2 separate regions of the Mus musculus genome follow, and region 2 is linked to region 1. Evidence: chromatin contacts called from public Hi-C data. All regions are on one chromosome and are shown on one strand. Each heading gives the region's core, a stretch centred on a gene start, on an enhancer-like site or on the middle of the called end of the contact. The rest is flanking DNA. Distances are from core to core; before and after follow the strand shown.

What was found. A called contact is a pair of places that touch in the nucleus more often than the background predicts.
Region 2: a Hi-C map of regulatory T cells shows a contact between it and region 1, with 7 times the contacts expected there. The contact joins the promoter of 2900009J06Rik here to the enhancer-like site in region 1. A contact is called at or near these places in 2 of 39 promoter capture datasets (hippocampal neurons and pre-B cells), 8 of 484 Hi-C or Micro-C datasets (B cells, CD8 T cells, Th1 cells and 5 more), 2 of 115 datasets of contacts at active chromatin or transcription factors (extraembryonic endoderm stem cells and microglia) and 2 of 9 other capture datasets (liver and macrophages).

The regions. Positions count from the first base shown.
Region 1 is chr1:127,228,990-127,234,722 of GRCm38.p6, forward strand. The region is part of intron 1 of Mgat5 (mannoside acetylglucosaminyltransferase 5); the gene reads left to right. Among named protein-coding and RNA genes, the nearest start is that of Mgat5, 27 kb to the left of the region's middle. Within about 2 kb of position 1,737, at least 44 of the 459 cell types and tissues checked have an H3K27ac peak or open chromatin away from gene starts, as enhancers often do. A contact at or near this core is called in CD8 T cells, hematopoietic stem and progenitor cells, pre-B cells and 1 more, where this site is marked.
Region 2 is chr1:127,771,460-127,776,629 of GRCm38.p6, forward strand. 2900009J06Rik (RIKEN cDNA 2900009J06 gene) reads right to left here and starts at 2,595. Exons shown (of 2, transcript NR_045298.1): 1 at 2,469-2,595. It overlaps Ccnt2 (cyclin T2), which reads left to right and starts at 2,705. Exons shown (of 9, transcript NM_028399.1): 1 at 2,705-2,926; 2 at 3,642-3,723. The coding sequence starts at 2,769.

The sequences.
Region 1 (5,733 bases), core at 487-2,986:
TGCACATGTGCAAGTGCACCTGGAGGCCAGAGGCCAGTCTGCAGCGTTTGCTCTTCCAGAACTGTCTTACCTACTTAACTTTCTTAATTCTAACTGGAATTTGGGCTGGAGGTGTATCTCAGTGATAAAGTATTTGCCTAACACATGCAGACAGTACCAGCAAAAAGAAAACAAAACAAATGTGAACTGGGTCTTGGGTAGCCCAGATGACCTTGAACTCACTGTGTAGTTTAGTCTGCAAGCTGTGGATGACCTTGACCTTCGGACTTCCCTTCTTCCACATCCCAAGGATGGGATGGCATTACTCTGCCAGATTTATTTGTTGCTGGGGATTGAAACTCAGGACTTTGTGTGTGCTAGGTATGCATTCTACCTAGATTTGGATTTCTGATAGCTCTTCTGGTCACAGGGTTAAAAGGGGGCAGAGCAGGAATAAGGTTTGAGGAAGACTGTTGCAGGGGTTTTGAGGAGAAACTGTGGGGTCCTGTAATGGGATGGGAAAATTTGGGGCATTCTATATTCAAATCCTCCTAGGAATGCCCTCCTCAGCCCCCATATTCCTGCGTAGTCTTCCAGTATCCGCTTGCAGTCAGAGCTCGAAGGGTGAATGGTACCCTTGGAAAGGTTTTATTAAGGAAGTGTTGGCATTTTGAAAAAGTCTTACACTTACAAATTGAGCCAGAAGGCAGGCAGTGTTGTGGGAATGTGCCAGTGTCCAGAGAGGTCTGGGGCTGCCTGAGCAAGCAGGACCAAGGGGTTTGTGGGATTTAATCCTAACGGTGTGCTCATAGTATTGAACCCTTATAGCATGCCTAACATGGACATGTTAGGAACCTAGGATATTCACTTGCTCTTCATGAAAGAGCTATGAGATAAATGACTTCCAATCCCTGTTACGAGAGAGAGAGAGAGAGAGAGAGAGAGAGACAGAGAGAGAGAGAGACAGAGGGAGGGGAGAGAGGGAGAGGAGGGGCACAGCAGGCCAAGTCACACATTGCTTAAGGCCACCCACATCATTTGACTAGGGGCATAGGAGAGAGAATTTTACTGTTATTATTATTACTATTATTATTGGTTTTGCCCTTAATGTCATATATATGTATTTTGTGCCTACATACAGTTCAGGAACCACATGTGAGAAAAAGCATACTAACTTTGTCTTTTTGAAACTTGCTTAATATTGCCTCCAGGTGTATCCATTTTTCCACGAACTTTGCTCTTCTTTATGGGTGAAAATTCCATTGTGTGTACAAACCACATATTTTTTCTATCTGTTCTTCTGCTGTTAGGCTCCTAGGTTGATTCCATAACTTAGGTATTGTGCACAGTACTGCAGGAAACACTGATATGTGAGGATATCTGTGATATGTTGGTTGGGAATCTTACGGGGAAATACCCAGGAATGGTACAGCTGGGTCATATAGAAGACATGTTTGTAGACTCAGACGCTACAAAGGAAGGAAGGTGTTCTTGGCATTAGGAGGAAGAATCAAAGGAAATATGCACTTGTTTATTTTAGAAGATGAGATAGTTTTTCACAGGTCTAAACTGAGCCCAGCTTAGGGAGTGGGCTAGAGGCAGGAAAGAGCCTCGTGGTCTCAGGAATAGATATGGACTGTGATCCAAAAACATGAGAGGGAGGGTGGAGGGGGAAGCATACTCAGGCAGATAGACAGACACACTGACCAACCAGTGAAACATGGCAGGAAGTGCATTTGACTTCACTGGCAGGAAACACCCAAAGAGGTGAATCCACAGAGACAGGAAGCAGAGTCCTCCTTCCCGAGGGCAGGGGGAGTAGGTAAGAGGGACTTTTTAATGGCCCAAGTTTTCTTTGGGGGGTTTGTATTAATTAAGTTTCCTGTTGTGGTGACCACATGACTTACAGTTTGAGGGTGCAGTCCGTTATGGGGGAGTCATGGCTTTTAGGAGCATAAGGAGCTGGTTTCCTTGATCTGCAGACTGGACGGAGACGTGAACACAGGCGGTTGGCTCACTTTTTCCTTTTAACTCAGTCCTGGATCCCAGTCCATGGGATAATTCTGTGCCCATTCAGGGATAGGCTTCCCTTTCTAGTTAAACTTTTCTGGAAACAACTCACAGAGACAGGCAGAACTTGTCTGCCTAGTGATTCTCAGTCGAATCAGTTGGTAACAAGGCTTAACTATTACAGGGCAGTGGAAATGTGTGGTGAACATATTATATACCGCTGATGCTTAATCTTTTTTTTATGATGCTGAGGATTGAGCCCTGGATCCTTTGCTGCTAGATCAAGTGCTCCAATATGGAGCTTGTGTATGCCTCAGCTCTGAACTGTCTGTCTCCTTTCAAAGGATCAATCCATATTATAGGAATTCTATTTCAATAAGACATTTGAAGGATGCACAAGTAGACAAGAACAAAGTGGGTCATCTCTTTCCTTGTTTGGTTCCTGTTACCTAAGTGGCTTTATTCTGATCATCTTCCAACCCCAGATGGATGTGTTCTTGTCTACTGGCATAAATGTTTGGTGAGATTCAGTGGTGGGAGTAAGTACTCCTTGTGCTTATTCAGCAAATGTTACAATAGATGAAAGATTGGTCGAGTCCGTGGATGAAGTTTTAAAACGATGGCTGAGGATGATGAGAAATGGAGGTAGCGGAGGACAAGGGGAAAAAAAAAAAAAACCAAAACAACTGTTACTAAGCTGGAAGGCCTGCTGAAGAAGACCAGGGCATGAGGTAACCTGGTAACTGGTGTTTCTATGGCTACCACATGCTCCTTTTTCCCTCACCCCCACCCCTCTGGTGCTGCTGAGGTGTCTGACTGCAGTAGAGAAGGTAGATTGGCTGTAGAAGGTGGGGCATTGTGCTTGACCACAGTGGTGAGACCGGAGACCTGATGGAGTGGAGGACTTCGGGAAGACTCGGGTCAGAAACCTGATGAATAGAGTGAAGAACTACAGAAAAATTTGGAAGGCAGTGGATGCAGAACTCTATGGAAGGAGAATAGCCCAGGAGTCCTGAGAGCCGAGTCCTGGACAGTGAACCAGGAAGTGTGCTAGCCACCTGGCTCAGGTACCGTGAAGGTCAAAGCCATTGGATTCCAAGCAAGAACAATATTGCAAGTCCAAGACAGTGGGTTCTAAAATTTGCCATTCATAAGAACCCTTTTGGATATGGGAAGAAGATAGGGAAGTGTCCATTTATTCCCCACTAAAACTAATGCTTTAAGATATAATTTCATAAATTGACAGTAGTATGTGTTTTGTTTTAAATAAATTAATGTACACTAGGTGGGAGCCTGTGCTTATATCTGGCCAGTGGGATGTATGACTCCGTCTAGAAAGCCTCTGGCTGGCTGGCCCAGTCCTTGATGGTGGGAGACCAGACTTAGTGGCTTGTGTAGACAGACACCATGCTTCTCTGTATCTCCCCATGGTTGGCAGCTAAGGCGCTCTTAGGGAGAGGCCATGAGGTTACCCTGCTTCTGGCTCTTTCCAAGCCTACTGTGTGGAGACCATCGTATTTACTTACTGACTTCTGCTATGCTGGGCATGGACTCCCCTGTCTCTAGACTGGGATTTGCAGAGATTCTTAGCCTTTTGCAGGTACTCAGTCTCGAGCCTACACACTCAGCAGAAGGTCTATAGTTTTAGATTCTAGCCCTCCTTCTGCTGTTTCTCTCCCTCTCTTCCTTCTCCTTCCCCATTCCTTGCCTTCCTTCTCCTCCCCTCCCCTCCTCTCTCCTCCCCCCTCTTCCTCCCTCCTCTTCCCCAATCCTCCTCCTCTCTCCTCCCCCCTCCTCCCATTCCTCCCTCCCCTCTCTTCTCCATTCTTCTTCCTTTCCTGCCTCCCTCCTTCTTTTCTCTGTCTTTCCCTCCTCCCTCACCTTCATTTCTTCTTCTGTGCCTCCCCTCCTTTCTTTCCCTCTTCCTTTTTTTTGTATGTACATTGATTTTTTTTTTATCCTTTAAGGATTACCACCCCTCCCCCCAACACACACACACACACACACACACACACACACACACACACATTAGGAACCCAGGGTCCAGTCTTGCTGAATTTTGAAACTTGATCTAGAAGTAAACCCTAAGCTTTGAGGGGTAAGTGGGAGCCAGTTTAAATTCTGGTGTTGCCCTTTGCTGCTGAGCCAGTTGGTTAACCGCTGACTTCCAGTTTCATGTTAAAAGTAGAGCAGGGAAAGTCTGGTAAGGATGTGTGTGTGTTCGTGTGTAATCAAAGGTGTGAACAGCACATGTGAAAATAAAGTCCCTTCCCGTCAGTAGACTCAGTAACTCAGGACCTTTGTCATCTTTCAAATATCCCTTCCCTGTGCCATTGCTTCCTGTACACTTGAGAGCAGAGAGCCTTGACTAAGCTTTCTCCTAGGCTCTTTCACAGGCTGTTTAGGTGTCTTTGATGTTGGCTCCTTAACCTTTGTCTTTTAAGTTCCTCCCCCCCAGTCGTAATGCTTTAAGGGCAGGTTAGTCTGTTCTTAGTCATATCCTGGTGTCTGATCATAAAACAACTCATTAATGTGTGTGCCTATCCTGTCCCAGCACACAGTTTGATAAGGAACTAACTGATTACACAGGGGGAAGAAATAAAATAATACTTCTTAGACTAGGCGTAGGGATCAGGTAGGAGGAGAGGGGGCAGGGGAGGGATATGTTTCAGAGTTATCCCCTTAGCATCATGGCGGGGAAATAGACAGGCATTGGGCTGGAGCAGTATCTGAGGGCTTTGCATCCTAATCCACAGGCAGCAGCAGGCAGAGAGAGAGAGAGAGACAGAGAGACAGGGGCAAGGAGACTCACACACACACACACACACACACACACACAGAGAGAGAGAGAGAGAGAGAGAGAGAGAGAGAGAGAGAGAGAGAGAGCGCACCACAGGGCCTGGTGTGGGCCCACTCCCAGTGACATACCTCCTCCAGCAACAAGATCACCTAATCCTAACAAACAATTTAGCATCAATTGGGTACTAAGCATTCAAATATATGAGCCTGTGGTGTGTGTGCGGCAGGGAATGGGGAACATTCAAACCTCCACAGTGTTCGTGGTGACATAGGCCTATAGTCCTAGCACTGGGAAGGAAGGAGGAGGGAGACAGACAGGGAATGCAAGGTCAGCTCATGGTATATTGAAAATCTGTGTCAAAAAAGAACACGTGAATAAATACATAAATGAATGACAAATAAAGCCAAAATTTTCATTTATGATTGGAATTTCAACATTGATGTTAATATTTGTACCCTGCCTGCCTTCCCTCCTTTCTTCCATCTTAGTCCCCCCTTTCTTTCTCCCTTCCTTTATCCTTCCATCCCTCTCTCCCTCTCTTTTCTCTCCCTTTGTTTCTCTTTTGCTCGAGAGAATGGTTTTGTAACATAAGACTCTTTGAAATTCTTAATCATTTAATATTTTTACTATTAAGATGGGATAATGGATGTGAACATCAGAATAATTGAAAACAAGAGCCTAATGCTGTACCTGCAATGTAATAGCTGTGCTATATAAAGTGTGTTGTCATTTTAAATTCGAATAAAGAGAAAAGAGGTGTTCATATTCTCTGCAGGCAGCTCAGCCTTCTGTGAAAAGGACCCTATTGATTAAACCCTTAGAAAGTTTAAAAAGCCCCCCTTTTAGCTCTAAGATATTGGCATTACTTATGATGGATGCCTACGAGCAGATAAAACGGTTGAGTCTTTTTGGTGGAAGAAGCCGGGATCTTTTCACAGCAAGAG
Region 2 (5,170 bases), core at 1,345-3,844, 540 kb after region 1:
TGCTGAGGCTGGGGTGCGATAGTAGCTGGAGATTATGGGCAAGCAAGCGTGGAAGGAGAGGAAGCCAGAAATGTGGCCTGGTCAGTAGGCTGTAGTGAAACATTTATATTAAATCTTATAGGAAGCTGTCAAATTTTGTTCCTAGCAGAATAGTAGATATTTAAGCCTTGTGGCAGGAGAGGTCAGGGCAAGGAAGACTACTGTGGATGGACATGAGAAGGTAGAGAGTCTTAGGGTACAGTGACAAGATCATGTGAAGCCAATTATAGAAGTGCTACGGAAAGCCAAGGTCAGTTGTATCAAAAAGGAATGCAAGCTGGGGCTGGAAAGATGTGGCTCAAAAGCTCCAAGCATTTTCAGCTCTTTCGGAGGACCCAAGGTTTAGACCCCAGCACCCATTATGTAGCAGCTCAGGACTCAGGCCGCAGGAAATCTGGCACCACTGTGGGCACCATGCTTACATGTAGTGCACATTCATACATGCAGGCACTCAAGCATACAATGAAGACGTGTTTAAAATGTAAAGAAGGAGTGAAGCTTCAATGCTCAGTGGATAAAAGTGACTGCCACCAAGACTGATGATCTTAGTTCAATCCCCATGGTCCACGTGGTAGGTGAGAAGAGTCCTCAAGTCAACTTCCAACCTGTACATATGTGCTTTGGCATGCCCGCAGCAACATGTGCCCTGCCGCAACATGCACAACTGAAGAAAACAGAAAGGACAGATCTGCTTACTGTGTGTTTCTTTTGTATTGTATTATATAAGACACTTCGTACAATATTGAAAGGAGTCAACAGAGAGGGCACAGACTTGCCTTGTCCTTAATCTTATATGGAAGCCACCTTAACATCAAGTGCCATGCTGGCTGTTGTCTTCTGTAGATGTTATAAAGTTGAAAAGCTCTCCTCCATTTCTACTTTTCTCTTTTTTATCATTAGGACTGAGTGTTGTAGAAAGGCACTTATAGAATGTTACTTTAAATCAATCTAGGAACATCTAGGTAACAAGATGAGAGATCTTGTTATATCTATAACAAGGTATTATTTAGGTGGCTGTTCACAATAACCACCTACAATAATCAAAACACTAGCATAGCACAATAGAGCAGGCAGTAGGCTGAGGCAGGAACCCCCAAATCCTGACAAATGAAAGCCTCAAGTTTTAATCACAAACACACTAGCCCTTTTATTTATTTTCATTTTAAGGAATTTTTAGATAGGGTCATTTTCTTTACAGCTGTTTATTGTGCATGAGTGTGCACACGCATGTGTGCCACTGAGCACGTGTGAAGGTTAGAGGACAATTTGTAGCATTTGGGTCTTTCCCTCTACCATATAGGTGGGGAGTGAACTCAAGTTGTCCGGCTTGGCAGCGTTGCCTTTAGCTGGTCGGCCATTTCAACAGCCCTCGTTGGCTTTTTAAAAGCCAGTTTTCGATAACTGACTGCAGTCTTCAGAAAATACTTAAAAACTAAAGTGTAATTTGGTCATATACAATAGGCATTAACTCAGAGGCAGATAACATGTAAACAAATGAGTGGTGCTTCCTTACAAAAAGATGGAAATAAATCATCAGTTATAAGAGACCTTACTTTATAAAATCCTAAACAATTTTTTTCTTAGCTTCTCTTGCACTCATTTGTTAGACTGTTGGCCTAGTATGCCTAAGGCCCTCTGCTCCAGCACTTCAACCAAGATGCGGCACACCAGCCTATAATCCCTGCACTTTGTTTCTGGACAACCTGAGTTACAGCGTTCTGCTTCTCCCCAACCATCCCCCAATCTCAACCCGCAGAAACCACACAGACCTTCAAAACCATACACCCCATCTGGATGGAAGGCCTAGAGAGTCATGACCTCCAATTATTAACTTCATATTGTTTGACAGGTAACTTAATAAGAAAGATATCTGCAGAGTGATGCCACTGGCCTTGTAATCCCAGCACTTCCGAGGGGGAAGCAAGAGGACAGTAAATCCAAGGTCATTCTTGGCTACAAGAGTGAACACAAAGCCAGTCTGGGACACATGGCACATCGTTTTAAAACAACCCATACCCCTTGAGTGGCTTTAGGTTTAAAGTAACGTTTTAAAGGCGCATGCTCCCCAACATCTACTAGCGATTTAAAAAACAAAACCAAAAAACCCAGAAGACACTGTTAGTTCACTGCTAGAATTAGCGTTCTTTCCTAGCTAACTCCTCCGGAGGGTAGCCATTCGTGGACACAGGAGTCAACAAAGCTAAGAAAATACACCCACCAACATGTAAGAAAATGGAAGCTACAGCACGAAGCCGAGACTAGAAAAGCCTTTTCTGACTTTAACGCACCCGCAAACTCACAGACCACAAAATAAACCGTTTAGTTGAAAGCTAACGTCCAAGCCCTATTAGGCAGCCTCAGGACCTCTTCCCTGTTCGCCCCGCCCCTTCCCCTTAGCCCCTCCCAGATCCAGCATGCACCGCGTCGACCTTTTCTTTCCGAGTGACCCCCACTTTACGGCGTCTCCCAATGACAAGAGGCGCAGAGCATTGTGGTCCCGCGGGTCCGAGAGAGAGAAAGGGGAGGGAGGCCGGAAAGAGAAAGCAAAAGACCAGCGCGAGCCGGCAGGGCGGGTCCCTGCGCGTGCGCGTGGGTAGCAGCAGGCCCGGAAAAGGCGTGGCCCACCCTACGGAGAGCACATTGGGGCGGGGCCTCGACACATTGGCGCGGAGTCCCGGAGGCAGGCGGGGAGGGGGCGGGCTCAGGGCGCGGGCGGAGGAGGAAGTGTCATGGCGTCGGGCCGTGGAGCTTCTTCTCGCTGGTTCTTTACTCGGGAACAGCTGGAGAACACGCCGAGCCGCCGCTGCGGAGTGGAAGCGGATGAAGAGCTGTCGCATCGCCAGCAGGCGGCCAACCTCATCCAGGACATGGGGCAACGTCTCAATGTGTATCCTTTTTCTAGTTGCGGCCCTGCGTCCCACACGCCCTGGTCGCGCTCGCCGGGTGACCGGGCCTAGTGTCCCGGGAACATGGCGCCGCTCCCTTTGCCGTCTTTTGATCTCGGGAAAGACACAGAGAAAGCTAGGGCCCGAGCTGCCGTGGCGAGCCGGAGAAAGAGGAGATGTGCCGGGGAAGGCGGGCCGGGAGCCCGCGTTGTATAACCTGTGTTTGGGAGCGCGTGATGCGGGAGGGAATAGCAGTGCTTCCCTGGCGAGAGAGGAGGAATCCGGGATGAGCAAAGCCAAGGGGCGGCCCCTTCCACTTTCGGAAGTCAGAAAAGGCCTTGAGACGTAGAGAGGTCGCAGATGTTCCACGGAAAGTGTTTTCCGAGGCTTCCGTGCCGGCTCCAGGGCGGCTCTGTTGCGCCGGGGGAACGCACGTAGATGTTTCATGTTCTTTGGGTGTGTGGCGCGCGCCTTTCGACTACTTTATTTCTACTGTACTAAGCTGTAACCTAATTGCAAATAATTCCTGGGCTCTCCCTACGTAGCGTATTAGAATAATTTGGCATCCAGACTGATTTCTCTTCTCCCCGCAGACTTTCTGCATACTTTCAGGTTGAGGATTGGATTTGAGTAAATGGAAAGGGGATTTTTCCATTCAAATTGATTTAGTTTTTGGAAACATTTTGCTTAGATTATTTTCTAAACGTTGCATCCCAGCTCTCAGCTTACAATAAACACTGCGATTGTTTATATGCACAGGTTTTATATGCACCATTCCTTCACCAAATTCAACAGAAATGTAAGTACTGTTTTATTGTTTTAGACGCCGAATGTTAAAATGAGTAGATAATGCGAAAACAAGTTAGTTGATCGTTGTTTTTACTTATAAATTGAGCGTTCTACGTTTACTATAAATGTGAGTTATGCAATAAACGTTTTGCCTCGTGCAGAGGAGTGTGTGTGAGAGAGAATTTTATTAATTAAGCTGTAAAGCACAGTGTTAGCCTTTTGTTGTTGGATTTGTTGGGGAGGGGGGTGTTGTTTTGTTTTGAGACAGGGTCTCACTTGTAAGTCTGGCTGTCCTGGACCTAAATATGTAGACCAGGCTGGCCTTGAACTCAAAAGAGATATCTACTACCTCTGACTCCCCAGTGCTTGGGATTAAGTAATGTGCCACCAAGCCTGGCGGAGAAACAAACAAAATGTTTCTTAACTCAAAAAGCGATAGTGTTTTGCTCATGTAAAATTTGCAGTTGGGGTGATTTATATTAGAATAATTTAAGTACTCAAAACAGAATAGTTTGTTTGGGCAAGTGTAGTCCTTGGGAAGGATACATTTAATTGTGTAGGGTTCTTTGTTTCAAATGGTATGAATTGAGTCTTGCTTTGAAGTAATACTTTAATTTCTCTTTATAATTTGCCTTTTATTAGAATTTTTATAGTGTTATTCTGAAAGGCACATGTAGGACTAGGCCATGTAAGGACTTAATGTTCTTTGTGGATAGTTTGTGGAGTTTAGGCTCCCAATTGCTAAGGAAACAGTTTTAGAAAAGTTTCTTACATTTTTTGCTTTTGAAATGGCAGAAATGTTATAGTTTAGATTAATTCCTGCTTTAAATTCAGTTGATCTTAAGTCTAACCTGGTTTATCAAATTTGCAAGTTGTTTTTGTCTGAGACAGTGGTTTGTTTTTGTTTTTTTTTTTTGTTTTTTTATAACTGTGGGTTTTGCAGTCCCTGTTCTTTTAATCTGTTTTAATCTGTTTTGAGTCTTGCTCTTTCTGGATTATTTTGTATCATTCTTAGGTCAATAGTGGTGTTGTAGAGAAGAAAAGAACCTATTTATAATGCTTATGCTAAGAGAATCCAGTTTTAATTTCAGTTCTCTAAAAGTAGCAGTGAATTAGTGAGCACTAAGTAACCTTGGCTTTTTCACAGTAGTCCTGGATCATGCTGGTAGAAAGTACAAGTCAAAATCGTTGTGGAAATTCTTTGCAGAGCCGTAGATGTCCTATTTTTGCGAATGGGTTTGCTTTTCTATTTTCAGTATAAGATCTCGCCACATGCCTTGCTTTTTAAGCCCTTCCTTTATTTGTTTTTGTGTCCTGGTTTGTTTGCTTTAAGCAAACATCCTTCTCAATGGTAGAATCTGTCTCTTCAAATTTGCCTAGTTAGCACAGGGCACTTGCATGAAACACTTGGACTTACAGTCGTCTAAAAGTTTGTTTGCCTTCCGCATAGGAAGGAG